Regions from separate parts of the Mus musculus genome. Here all the other regions are linked to region 2. The links are chromatin contacts, called in public promoter capture Hi-C maps. All regions are on one chromosome and are shown on one strand. The core of a region is the stretch at or near the end of the contact, and the rest is flanking DNA. Distances in the headings are between cores, read along the strand shown. Region 1 holds the start of Ndrg2 (N-myc downstream regulated gene 2). Region 2 holds the start of Mrpl52 (mitochondrial ribosomal protein L52). Region 3 holds the start of Chd8 (chromodomain helicase DNA binding protein 8).

What was found. Promoter capture Hi-C pulls out the DNA fragments that hold promoters and counts their contacts.
Region 1: a promoter capture Hi-C map of liver shows a contact between it and region 2, with 6 times the contacts expected there. The contact joins the promoter of Ndrg2 here to the promoter of Mrpl52 in region 2. A contact is called at or near these places in 2 of 39 promoter capture datasets (hippocampal neurons and liver) and 1 of 115 datasets of contacts at active chromatin or transcription factors (embryonic forebrain).
Region 3: a promoter capture Hi-C map of hippocampal neurons shows a contact between it and region 2, with 2.8 times the contacts expected there. The contact joins the promoter of Chd8 here to the promoter of Mrpl52 in region 2. A contact is called at or near these places in 4 of 39 promoter capture datasets (cranial neural crest, hippocampal neurons and liver).

The regions. Positions count from the first base shown.
Region 1 is chr14:51,912,159-51,916,304 of GRCm38.p6, reverse strand. Ndrg2 (N-myc downstream regulated gene 2) reads left to right here and starts at 2,817. Exons shown (of 15, transcript NM_001145959.1): 1 at 2,817-2,982.
Region 2 is chr14:54,424,737-54,428,919 of GRCm38.p6, reverse strand. It overlaps Mrpl52 (mitochondrial ribosomal protein L52), which reads right to left and starts at 2,011. Exons shown (of 5, transcript NM_026851.2): 1 at 1,960-2,011; 2 at 1,829-1,886; 3 at 1,682-1,749; 4 at 272-336. The coding sequence starts at 1,987.
Region 3 is chr14:52,255,793-52,259,588 of GRCm38.p6, reverse strand. Chd8 (chromodomain helicase DNA binding protein 8) reads left to right here and starts at 1,829. Exons shown (of 38, transcript NM_201637.3): 1 at 1,829-1,911.

The DNA of each region.
Region 1 (4,146 bases), core at 1,568-4,067, 2.5 Mb after region 2:
TGTACATTCAGAAGGTTACCTGGTGGAAAGAGAATGGACGCTGGAGGGGAATGGATCTGATGGAGAGTCACACCCTAGTGTGTGATCAGCTGGGGGCCATGGGCAAACCATTAATGTTCCTGGGTTTCAGTTTCCACATCTGTATAGTTAGAGACAATGGTACAGATTTGGGGTCACACATACTTCCCACTCTTCCAAGGAGTTCTTGCATTTCTGCTTATACTTTCTCGTCTGCTCTCTGCCGAGATGAAACGCACCTTCTTTCCTACTCAAATATTTCACTTCTCATCTGGGTGGTTTTACCCTAGAAACAAAACTCCTTTCCTCTGAATTACAGAAACATGTGGCTGTTAGCCTGCAGTCTCTAGTCTCCGGGGGTGGGGCTACAGAAGTATTGCTAGGGGCCCTGAAATCTTTTAGTTAAAACAAGATTGAGTGTGAACGCTAAATAATGTGCTTTGTAAATGCATATATGATGGCTAGAGTACCCTAAACATTACCTTTAAGTATTTCTGGATTTCCAATTTGTGCTTTCTTCCTCAGGGGTTATTAAAACCATCCCGGGGAAGTGAAAAGCTCTTCTCTCCCACTGGAGAGCGGTGGAGGCTGCTACAAGACTTGTTCTCTATACACCGATCTTATAGATTATTTTCCCTGGCCTTTTCTATATTTATATGCTTCTTCAATCCCTGGATCACAAACTGTCCAAAAACATTTCCCTTCTTTGACTGTCGTCCATCCAGTGGTTTGTACACTGAAAGTGCTTGAAGCATAGTTCGAAACTGCTTTTGACTCAGAGAAAGTCGGTTAGATATTGTCCGTGTTGGCATACTTGTACTCGGGTTAGTCTTGAACCTGTAGAGTGAAGAACAATGAGGCAGAGGCAGTTTTGTGTGTGTGTGTGTGTGTGTGTGTGTGTGTGTGTGTGTGTGTCCTCAGGAGCTGTCTAGAGAGCCCCTAGGTCTAGGAAGTAAACAGATCTCAGTGGAAATTTCCCACTTCCCCAAGCCCCCGTGTCTGCCCGTTATCAGGTTCCCCCTGAGTCATCCTGACCCAGAGACGGATTTAGATGCTGGAACCTTCCAGTCTCTCCCTCCCCCTCTCTAAGTATGTCTACTTTAGACACATGAAGCCTGCAGGCTGAAGTGCTCAGTCCAGGTTCTCCTGCTTTCTACAAGCCACAGGGGCTGTTGAGAGCTTTCTAAAAATCTTACTCATATGTAGCTCTGCTCTTGAAGTCCAGCAAACTTCTCATTCAGGAGAGCATAAAACCTGCACCTAGGGGCTAGGCAGAAAGCTAGGATGCCAGGTTTCTGTGCCAGTTTCTAGGGCAACTCTTATGAAGGGAGCAGGAGAAAAGAACAGAGGGAAACTTGGGGTTCTGTTTGGGGGATATAGGAAGCTCTTTAGGTCTAGGGTTTTTATTTTTTATTTATTTTTTTCTTTTCTAAAGCTGGGTTTGAGCCTACCCAGGTCTCCTCCTCCTCCCTCTTGGCCTCTCCTCTTTTCCAACAGACCTGCCAAGTGGGGATGAAAGGGGCATTGATGTTCCTTGGGGAGGGGGGTTGTGCGTGGTGAGGGTAGTTCCCAGGCAGGGGGGAGGGCAATCTGGGGGTCTTGGGGGGAGCAGTCTGCTCTGGTGTTGCAGTTGGCAGCTCCGGTTCCATTGGACATTGTTTTCAACTGGCCTGGCGCCCAGCCCCCTAAATGGCAAGTCTGGAACTAGGCTGAAGGGGGATGGGGCAGGGTTGATTCTGGGAGCAGGGGTGCGAGAACGAGGGCAAGTGGGGAAATACAATCTGGTTGCTTAACACAACTTCCAGTCCATCAACCGTTCCACTTCAGCAATCTTTCTTTAAAGAGCACAGGGAGGACGTGTCTCAGATGTGAATCTTGTGGAAGTCTAGGATAGGATGGTAAACCCACCAGGCACCGAGGGTCCAGCCCAGGAGACAGCAGCTCAGGAGGCATCGGCAGCAGGGTACTGCCACTCAGCTTTTCAGAGCTGACCTCGCCCTCCTTTTCGGGGTTGGACTAGGAGGGGTTAGCGCCTCAGCCACAGGGTCTCTTGGGTCTCAGCCCAGGACATCCAGTCCTCCTCAAACCCTTTACTCCACCCTTGCAGAGTTAGCTCCGCCTCCGCGCCTGTTTACACAGGAGTCAGAGCCCTTGGGGGGTCCCCAGCCCCTCCTCTACCCGCCCCCCTCGTTGGGGCCTTGACCCGGGAGTCGCTGTTGGCCATCATCTTTCCCCTCCTTCGTTCATCCTCTATTTATAGCGGCCCCCAGCATTTCCCGGCCCCCCCCCCCCCCAACTCCCTGCTTGTTGTCCAACTTCTCACGGAGCAGTCGGAGAGCAAGCGGCGGGACTCGGCTGAGGAGGTACCAGCACCCCAATTGTTGGGAATTCCTATGCCCTCGACGCCCCGTCTCCAGACACGCTGTCACCACTACCCATACCTGCCCCGAGACCGGGTCTGAGCGGTGGCCCTCGCCCACCTCCCCCTTCCTTGATCTAGCTCTCTGTTTCCGGGCGGGCGGAGCTGAAATCGTGGGACGTAGGCACCTTGGGTTGGTCTCCCCACTTTACCCGTCGCTGCCACTCAATCTGGGGGGCTAGGAAGAGAGCCAAAAGTGAGCCTGGCAGAGCCAGGTCACAGTAGGGGCGCCGTTGATGTGGGCGTGGGGACCATTTGGGGGTTTAAGGGATCCCCCACGCTCACCCCACTTCACACGGCTTAGGGTTTATGGGGAGCACTCAGAGAGCCTATGAGCATCACCTCTGTGTGCTCCCAAGCCGCACCCTCTCGCCCCTCCCCTGGTAGCCCAGGCGAGTTACGGGGCGTGTTTATGGGGGGTCGGGGCGGATCTGCAGGGAGATGGCCCGGGGGCGGGCCCAGGGCGGGTCTGTGGGGAGCCAGAGCTAGGGCGGACCTAAGTCAAAGGCAAGTGAAGGTGGCAGCGACCGCGGCGGCTGCAGCAGGTAGGGGGAGGGGCAAGCGCGCCTCTGGGCTGGCAAGGCGCGGGCCCGGAGGGTGGGCATCGTGGTTCTGGTCTCCTGGCTGTAGTTCGGGGGAAGGGGCTGGCTGAGCGAGGAGCTCCGCTGCTGCGCACAAAGGCAGAAGAGCTGCAAAGTGCAGGGCGTGTTTGGGGCGCTCTTGAGATGATGTACAGGGTCCTGGGCACTACGTGCCCGCCGTGAGAGGGTGTTGGTTCGGACGAGGAACGGCAGCGAGAAGCTCATAGGGGTCAGGTTTCGTGTTCTGGGAGCAGCCAGTCAAGTCCTAACCATCTTTTCCCGGCTGGCACATGGCTGGCAGTCCGGGGAAGTGCGGAGGTTACGGGCAGCCCTATCCCCCCCTCTCCTTTCTCCACCCGACCTACAATTACACTGGGTGGAGGGGAGAGATGAAGGCTTGAAGCTTGTTTGTTTTTAAATGGTGAAGGAAAAGGTCATGCTGTACTACCTACATATCAACTGAGAACCGTCAAAACCGAGTAGTGACTAACTGGACAAGGTCACCTAATAGTGGCACTTGGGTAGGACCCAGAGGTTTTGACACAGTCATGCTCTATCGCCATGTCAGCTCTCTGCTCTCTTCATAGACTACCCAGCCTGGACCTGCTTGTTTTGCCTCGCAGGCCCCTCCAGCTTGTATTGATTGGAACCTAGAGAGGACGTGTTCTCTGGACTCAGGGGAGATTAGAAAGGGTTAGTGACCCTGGAATCCTGGGTCTTGGCTCTGGCCTTATGTCCCTAAAAGACCCAGGTCCGTCTCCCATGTCATTCACCTTGTTCCTGTGTTTTCTCAGACCCTAGAGTCAGGACTAAGAACCCTGACCTCCACGCTCACCGTATCCAACCAATAGGAGCTCAGTAAATTGACCCCACCCACCCCATGCTGCTGGCTTGCTTTCTTTTCTTTTCTTTTTCTTTTTCTTTTTCTTCTTCTTTTTTTTTTTTCAAGTCTGCACAGGTGCTCTGCTGCTCTCTAGATCTACCATTGTTGGTGTGCGCTCATTTGTGTACAAGAGAGAGAGAGAGAGAGAGAGAGAGAGAGAGAGAGAGAGAGAGAGAGAGAGAGAGAGAGAGAGAGATTGATTGGATTGGATATCTAGGTCCCTCTGTTGAGTGCTTGATAGTCAC
Region 2 (4,183 bases), core at 762-3,261:
ATGGCTCTCTGCTCTTGCAAGGGACAAGGGTTCAACTCCCAGTAGCCACCCCAGAGCTCACAACCATCTGTAATTCCAGTTCCAGAGGATCTGACACCCTCCTCTGACCACTACAGGTACCACGAACACATATGATGAACATACATTGATACAGGCAAAACACATGTATATAAAGTAAAAATCAATCTTAAAGAAAATGAAGATAAATGATGATTTAAATTTTCCTCCTCCAGTCATAAACACAGCCTTTGGCAGAGTCCCAGCTACTCACTGCAAGCTTCTCCCTTTGAGCTTTTCTTCGAAGTTGGCCTTTCATTGGGGGTGCAGGGCGGCCATCTACAGACAAAAGTAAACAAAAGGCATAGTGTTAAATGTGGTCTGGGGATCCTGTCCAAACACTGGTGTGATAGGGATTGGAGAAGAGTAAGCCCCTAGCTCCACTTTTCCAGGTCACCCTGACTATGGTTGGTTGGGTGGATGCTGGCGTGCGTGAGGCTGTAGGTTCAGGGCCCAGTTCTGCTCATCAAAAACAATACTGAGGAGGATCCCAGTTCACAACCACAACTAAAACTCACCTAGCCTCAGAGGTGAGGTCCAACAGAATCACGAAATGACTTCATAGGCACGCTCTTCCTATCATTTAACCCTGTCATTAGCATGGACCTAGGGCCGTCTGCCAAGCTGAACTCACTTTTCTCTTCAGAAACCCTTCACTCAATGTGTCTCTTTGCTAAACTTCATCTCATTGTATAATGAAATATAGGGTTTTTTTTCTCCCTCACTCTTGATTTTTGAGGCAAGGTTTCACTATGTAGCCAAGGCTATCCCCTAGCTCTCAGTGCTTCTGCCTCGTGAGTGCCGATTGCAGGCATGCGTCACTACTCTCTTTTAATTTTGCTTTTTTTAAAGTTTTATTTTTATGTGCTTGGGTGTTGTGTTTGTATGTATGTCTGTGCACCATGTGGGTGCCTGGTAAAGGTGGAAGTGAAAAGATGACATTGGATCCCCTGGAACTGGAGTTACAAGCAATTGTGAGTCACCCTGTGGGTGTTGGGAATCGAACCCATGTCCTCCGGAAGAACAGGCACCGCATTTTAAAGGCATCCTTCAGTCCATAAGTTTTTTTTTTTTTTTTTTTTTTAAAGAGAAAAAGACTTCTCTGTACTGAGTCTGCCATTTCAGACTTGTAGGGATCTTCGGTGTTCTTTTCAGCAGCTTTTCAAAGAATTCCTTGTACATTTGCAAACGAATTGTCAAAATACACTCACCACACATGTGAGAGTTTTATCCTTCTGAGAGGATAAAAGTCATACATACTTCCAAGCCCAGAACAGCCCACGTTAGTATTTCCTTATACCTTCAGGATACGATCCTGACAGCTAACTTTCCTTAGCCAATTACTATTTCTTGATTGATACACAGGGTCTCATTCTGTAGTTCAGGATAATCAAGGATTCCTTACATAGCACTAACCTCACAGCAATCCCTCTGCCTCAGCTCTCCAAACCTAAAACCTCAGGGGTGAACTAACACCCGGCTACACAGTCAGGCAAAGGTAGAGCTGCAGTCCTCCAACTCAAGTAAAAGGTTCACTATTTTCCCAGACACGCCCCCAACCCTTACCCCGGTGGTCTCGGAGGAAAAAAAACAAAAACAAAAAACCCTTGACATCAAGGCTCACCCGCGAAGGACCAGTCAGGGAGCTCCGTGAGGGGCCCATAGCCGGAAGGGTTGGCAGCCAGCCCTTGCCTGGGTGGGGGAGACAGTGTGGGTGAGGACGCGGCGGGATACTAGGTCCCGCCGCGCCCCCGCCCGGCACGGCACTCACTGGAGTCGCCACTGGCCACCGGCCCGCGCCACTACGCTGCAGTGCAATCTCCGGACACCTAATGGAAGAGCAGGGAGTTAGAGGGCTGGTCGCCCCGCGGCTCCCGTGTCCCCAACCCCACAATCACTCACTGGACAGCCAGGTCCCTAAGGCAGCCATGCCGGAGCAAGGGAACCGGAAGTGGGCGTGGCCCCGGCAGCCACGCGGGACGCTGCCGGGAAAACCGGAAGCCGACATCTTGAATGTGGTTTTCAATCGCCGGTCCCACCATCTTGCGTTATCGTACGGAAGTGGGAGTCAGCTGTGGGCTGAGTGTTCTGAACAGGAGGAACTGCCCCGCGCGTGCATCTTGCACCCTCCGAGGTGGTTGAGATACCTGTGACCGAATCCTTCGCAGCTGTTTCCAAGTCCTTTCCCGGACGTTCTCCAGACTTGGGAAATTTAGGGTAACTCAGAAGTGTCGCATCCAACGAACCTCATTGTGCAGCCTTCTGCTTCATTTTAACGTTTGTTTTCTGATATGATCAAGTGTAGAACGAGTTGGAAAAATTTGGTTCTCATCCAACGGAGTCGAAGAAGTGGTGAATGGGTTAGGAGATTATAGGGGTAGCTAAAAAACAGTCCAGATAAGGCATTTGAGTCTAGGAAGACAAATGATCACAGACATGACTAATAGTGCAGCCCAGTGGTGGGAAGGGAAGTATATGTCATTTGCAAGACTATGTATGGAAGCACGGATCTGAGGACACTGTTAAACATTTTTTTGAGGAAGTTGTACTGGTGCCAGTTATTATTTTTTTTTTTTTTTAAACAAGGTCTCACCATGTAACTATGGTACTCAGTATGTAGCCTAGGTTGGCATCGAACTCATTGAGATACATCTGCCTCTGCTCCCGAATGCAGGGATGTAAGGTGACTCTGATTCTAATTTTAAACCACACATTCTCATGAGTTAGGTATACTTTTTGAGTGGATTAAACCTGGAAACTGAAGTGCTCCCAAACCAAACCTGTTGAATCCAAACATGATGCTACGATGGAGAATTACACACCCGAAGTCATGACGGAATTTTTGTCAAAAAAAATCAGGTGCACTAAGGGCTGGCGATGATGCTGTGGTGGAATACTTGTCTAGCATGCTTAGACTGTGGATTCATCCTTAGCATACTCAAAAATAACATTCAGCATGAAAGAATTTTATGCTTAGAATTCAGGTCCATCCCCAACAAACATATATTCAAATGTTCCCAAATCAGGCATTTCTGTATTAAGGGCCCAAGAGTTGGACAGATTCCCTGGTAGGCAGACAGATAAAAGACCATGACTAGATAATGATGAATTTCCACGATGTCTGGTTTCTTCCTCTCCTCCTAGCCTGAGACAAAAGCCTGGCAGCATAAAACAAAGAATCTTGTGGGCTTTCTCTCCCTCCCAGTAGATCTGCTGATAGACTGACTCCAGGAATTCAAGGCTGGATTGGTACATGTTCCAAGACAGTTGTGGGCCAATCAGCCATCCTTTTTCTCTTTAAATTTACCAACCCTAAATTAGGGGAGGAAAACTTCAGAGACTTAAAAACTCCAGCCTTGGAAAAGGACTAGATTTTCAGTCTTCTGAGTCCCCCTTCTTGGCTTTGCAAAGGCACTTTTCTCTGTGTGTGATGCATGTATATGTTGCTTCACCCTTCAATAAAGCCTTTCTTCAGTTGCTGATTCTGTCTGAGCTGTTTGCGATGTTGGAGATTTCTCCACTGCTACCTGTCACATCTGAGGATTTCCTGCCTATTAATTCTTTAGCTGACAGTAGAAACAAGACCGATCAAGGCCCGTGATGCTAACAATACCAAGCATTTCAAATAAAGGATATTCAACCTATAAGCTAGAGCTTCCTTTCTCCCCAGCACCTCTTTTGAGATAGGCATCTTGCTAAGTAGCTCTGGATGACCCAGTGCCTGCTAGGTAGCCCTGGCTGCCCTCAATGCTCCTGCATCAATCAGCCTTTTGAATACTGGGATTACCAGTTAGTACCACCATGCCTGGCTTGCTTTATTCTCTTTGGTATTTATTTTTGCCTTTGAGGAACTCCTTTTTCCTTCCTTTCCCTTTTTTATTTCCTCCATCTTTCCTCCCTAGCCTTTCCTTTCCCATTATGAGACAGGGTCTTGCTCTGTAACCCAGACTGGTCTAGAAACTCTTGAGTTCTTAGTTCTCTGTTACAGGATATTTGATTATTATACATTAGAAAACCTAATTGCTAACGAAATACAGAAGCTGTCAGATGCAGTTGGGTGTGTCCTGAAGGGAAGCAGTTAGGGTGTGCCTCTAAAAGTTTCAAATAGATAAGATACTAAAGAATA
Region 3 (3,796 bases), core at 580-3,079, 2.2 Mb after region 2:
AAGAGCACTGACTGCTCTTCCAAAGGTCCTGAGTTCAAATCCCAGCAACCACATGGTGGTTCACAACCATCTGTAATGAGATCTGATGCCCTCTTCTGGGGTGCCTGAAGACAGCTACAGTGTACTTACATATAATAAATAAATAAATCTTAAAAATAAGAAAAAGAAAATCTATGGGCAAACTGAGGCACATGAGTCAGAACCCTGGGCCTGATGTTCAGGGACCCTCTACTTTCATGTTAGCCCCAGGAGTCAGCGGGTCTCCCTATACCTCAGTTTCCCCAGAGGGAAGTAGCACAGCAAATATGGTTGTCTCTCCATCTATGATAGTCTAGTTCCAGGATCCCCCCAAACCACATGGATAACAAAATCTGTGGGCACCAAAGTCCCTCAGGAACAGAGATGTATATTTACAAACTACCTACACACGTTGTTCTCAACACTGCGATCATTTCTGATTCTACCTAAAACAGTGCGGGTGATGTGCAAATAGTTGACAAATTATATTGTTTAGGGAAAATGACAAGAGCAAAGTTTATAAAAATAAATAAATCTCTTTAAAAACAAATTTTGCAGGTTTTGCTGTGTTGCTCAAGCTTCCTTCAGGTTTGTTTGTTTGTTTGGGGGGGGGGGGTTGGTTCAAGACAGGGTTTCTCTGTGTAGCCCAGGCTGTCCTGGAACTCACTTTGTAGACCAGGCTGGCTTCGAAATCAGAAATCCGCCTGCCTCTGCTTCTCGAGAGCTGGGATTAAAAGCCTGCACCACCACGCCCGGCTTCCTCGAGTTTTCTAATACTGGTATTTAAACAAACAAACAACAACCAAAAAACCCTTCTTGTATGGAAATGTAGTCGGCAGAACTTTAGAAAATGCAGGAACACCTTTCTCAGTGTAGTTTGACCTATGGTGAAATTTTGCTTCTTTCCAGAATAAATGACTCCGTCAGTGTACCTCTGATAAGTCTTGTTTCCCAGTGTGTATTCGTGCGTAGTAATTGGAACTATTGGTAAATTTAAGGTCCTTTGCTTTTTAAGTGAAATTCCTCACTCCCGATATTACTAAATGACTCAGAATTTTGGGTTGCTAAAATCGGAACACTGGTCTAGGGCGTGGTAGCTCATGCCTCAAATACCATATCTCTGTGTTTAACGCCAGCCTGATATATTGAGACCCTGTCTCAAAAAAACAAACAAAACTCTAATACTGGAAAATCTGAAACGTGCATAGATAAGCAAGTAGAATGGCTATAAAACCCGTGTCGATTATGTGTTGATAATCCTGCTTGTCAAGGATCACCCTAGAAGTGGCATTCAGAAAAACTGATCGTTGGCTTCTTTGATAAACCAGCATCATTCCTACGTTTAAGAGGTGGTGGGGCTTGTTTCCAGTCTTGTTCAACGTTTTTCCAGAGTTCCTCCCCATGACTGACAGGCATCCTGAGTACATGAGAGGAGGGCATGTAGGGGCTGGACCAAAACGGACCAACAGAACTCCAAAAAGGCCTTCACATTCCTATACGTAATCGTGGGAGATCACCAAGCCAGTCGACCCAAGATGGCCTCCCGAGACAGGTAGCAGGTGCTGTCCGGGTTTGCAGCGCCCCCAGCGGCGGGGGTCAGAGGCCTGGCCTGCCAGCCCGCCGCCCGCTCCGATTTCCAAGCAGGCATATCTGCGGTTGCCTACGTACCCTTCCCAGCCTCAGGCCCTCCCAGCCTTCGGAGACTTCCTGGATGGCGCCCGGCTCCGGCCACGCCATTGGTAGATGGAGGGCGGTGGGCGGGCCCAGGCGCATGGAGGACTAGCAAGCTTGCTTGCGGCGAGGGCTGGCCGTGCTCCGCCGGAAGGCGCCTTGTTCTCCCGGACGGTGGGTTGCAACTCTTGCCCAGGGAAGGAAGCCGCAGGACTGGCTCAGGTAAGCCTGCGGCACGCGCGGCTCCACCAAGCCTCGTCGGAGCCTGGGCGGGTAGTGGGTGGGGTAACAACGTCCTCGCTTGCTCGCTCGCTCGCACCCATGCGGGTGCAGCGCCGAGCGGTGATCAGGTGCGGGATGCTCGGGGCTGAACCACTCTCCTTTGTGAGAGGCAGGCGCTGGGGACCGGACGGGCCGCGGGGCCGTGCTGGGACGGGCCGCGAGGGAGCTGCTAGGGCCAGCGTGGAGTTTTGGAGCTTGTCATGGCACTGCTGGGCGAGGCGCACATTCGAGACAGTTGCCTTTTTCTTCTTCCTCCTTTCCCAAGAAGAAAAACTCCCCTGCTCGGTTAGGTTACTCCATACGTTGGAGTCAGAAGTGCGAGGCCAGGGTTTTAGTTTGTTTTGGCTGGATTCTTTTTCCCTCTCCTCTCTTATCTTTAATGTTTTTAGTAAATGTGGGTAGGGAAGCCTGAGGTGAACGTGTTCGGATTTATTATGTTCCCAATTTCTGCGGGGCTGTTGCAAAGTAGAGGTGACGAGGAAACGAACAGCACAAGTCTTGTGTCTTCCTTGACAGGTCTGCAGAGCTCTTTGGTTTTCTGACACATTATGTAAACTCTTCACTAGAGGAGGACTGCCTCTTGGCGAATATTATTTAAAATTTGTTTTGGTTTTTTTGTGTCTTAATTTACCTGTTTCTAGTCGGCTTGCCATTGCTGCAGCTGTGCATACGCAGCAGCGCCTCTTTAAGGGGCAGTCCTGACGTCGTTAAAGGCTTCCCAGAGGAGGTATGTAGTGAACCAGTCTTCGCAGTGAGTGAGCAAAGTGAGCCAGAAGTCGGATTTTAAACGCTACGTAATTTTCTTTCAAAAGATAGACACAGTGAGACATCTCAGACACGAGTGAGGACCTTGCTTTAGCGATTTTGCTGCATTCTGCCATCACATCGATGTCCACAGAATCTCTGTTCTGAGTTTGTTAACTCAGAGACTGGCTTAGTGCCAACTGAGGTCGTTTTGGGGGGGCACATCAGATTCTAGGACATGGATTTGCAATTTGAATGTTTCCCTTATGTTGTTGCTGTTGTTTCTTTTGAAAGGATATCTGGCTTTCCATTTGTAGACCAGGTTGGCCTCTAACTCACTGAGATCTTCCTGCCTCTGCCTGGATTAAAGGCGTGCACCTCTGGCCCCTGCTGGGATATTGTCTTTTTGATTACAGAGTGTCTTCTGCCTAAAAATATCTTTTTATGGTCACCCTGCAGGTTCCACAAGTTGTAATCAATTTCTTAGGGCAGGAAGTGGGCAACTTCTTCTTCTTTTTTTTTTTTTTTTTTTTTTTGTTAACTTGTTTTTCCTTGGGTGTCATATCTTTTAGTAATGCTGGCCATTTGGGGCTGGGGGGGGGGGCTCTGAGATGAAGGATCCCACCACAACCCCTGATTATTTTACTTTGGTTTTTTGGAAACAGTCTCTCATAGTCCAGCTTGGCCTCCAACTCACTAATGACTTTGAAACCTTGGTCTTTATATCTCTACCTCCCAAGTTCTCAGATTATACAAATTCACTACTACCAAAATCTTGAAAATGGAAAACATTACTTGAACTGTCTTAGTTATTCCAGCTGTTAAGATAATAAAGGTTATGATAAGAAATACAGCAGAGTTCTACTTAAAAGCTGTTGCAAGTCAGAGTGGTATGACAAAGACTACCAGACAAGGCAAAGGATACTGGTCAGAGAGGAGAGAGACACACACACACAGAGACAGAAGAGACACCACCCGTCTGAACCCTCCCCACACCAAATAAAGGAGAAAGAGAAAAAGGCTCAACGAAGGCTTAAAGCTGTAATCTCAGAAGCGCAGGAATAAAGGATTTGGTGGAGGA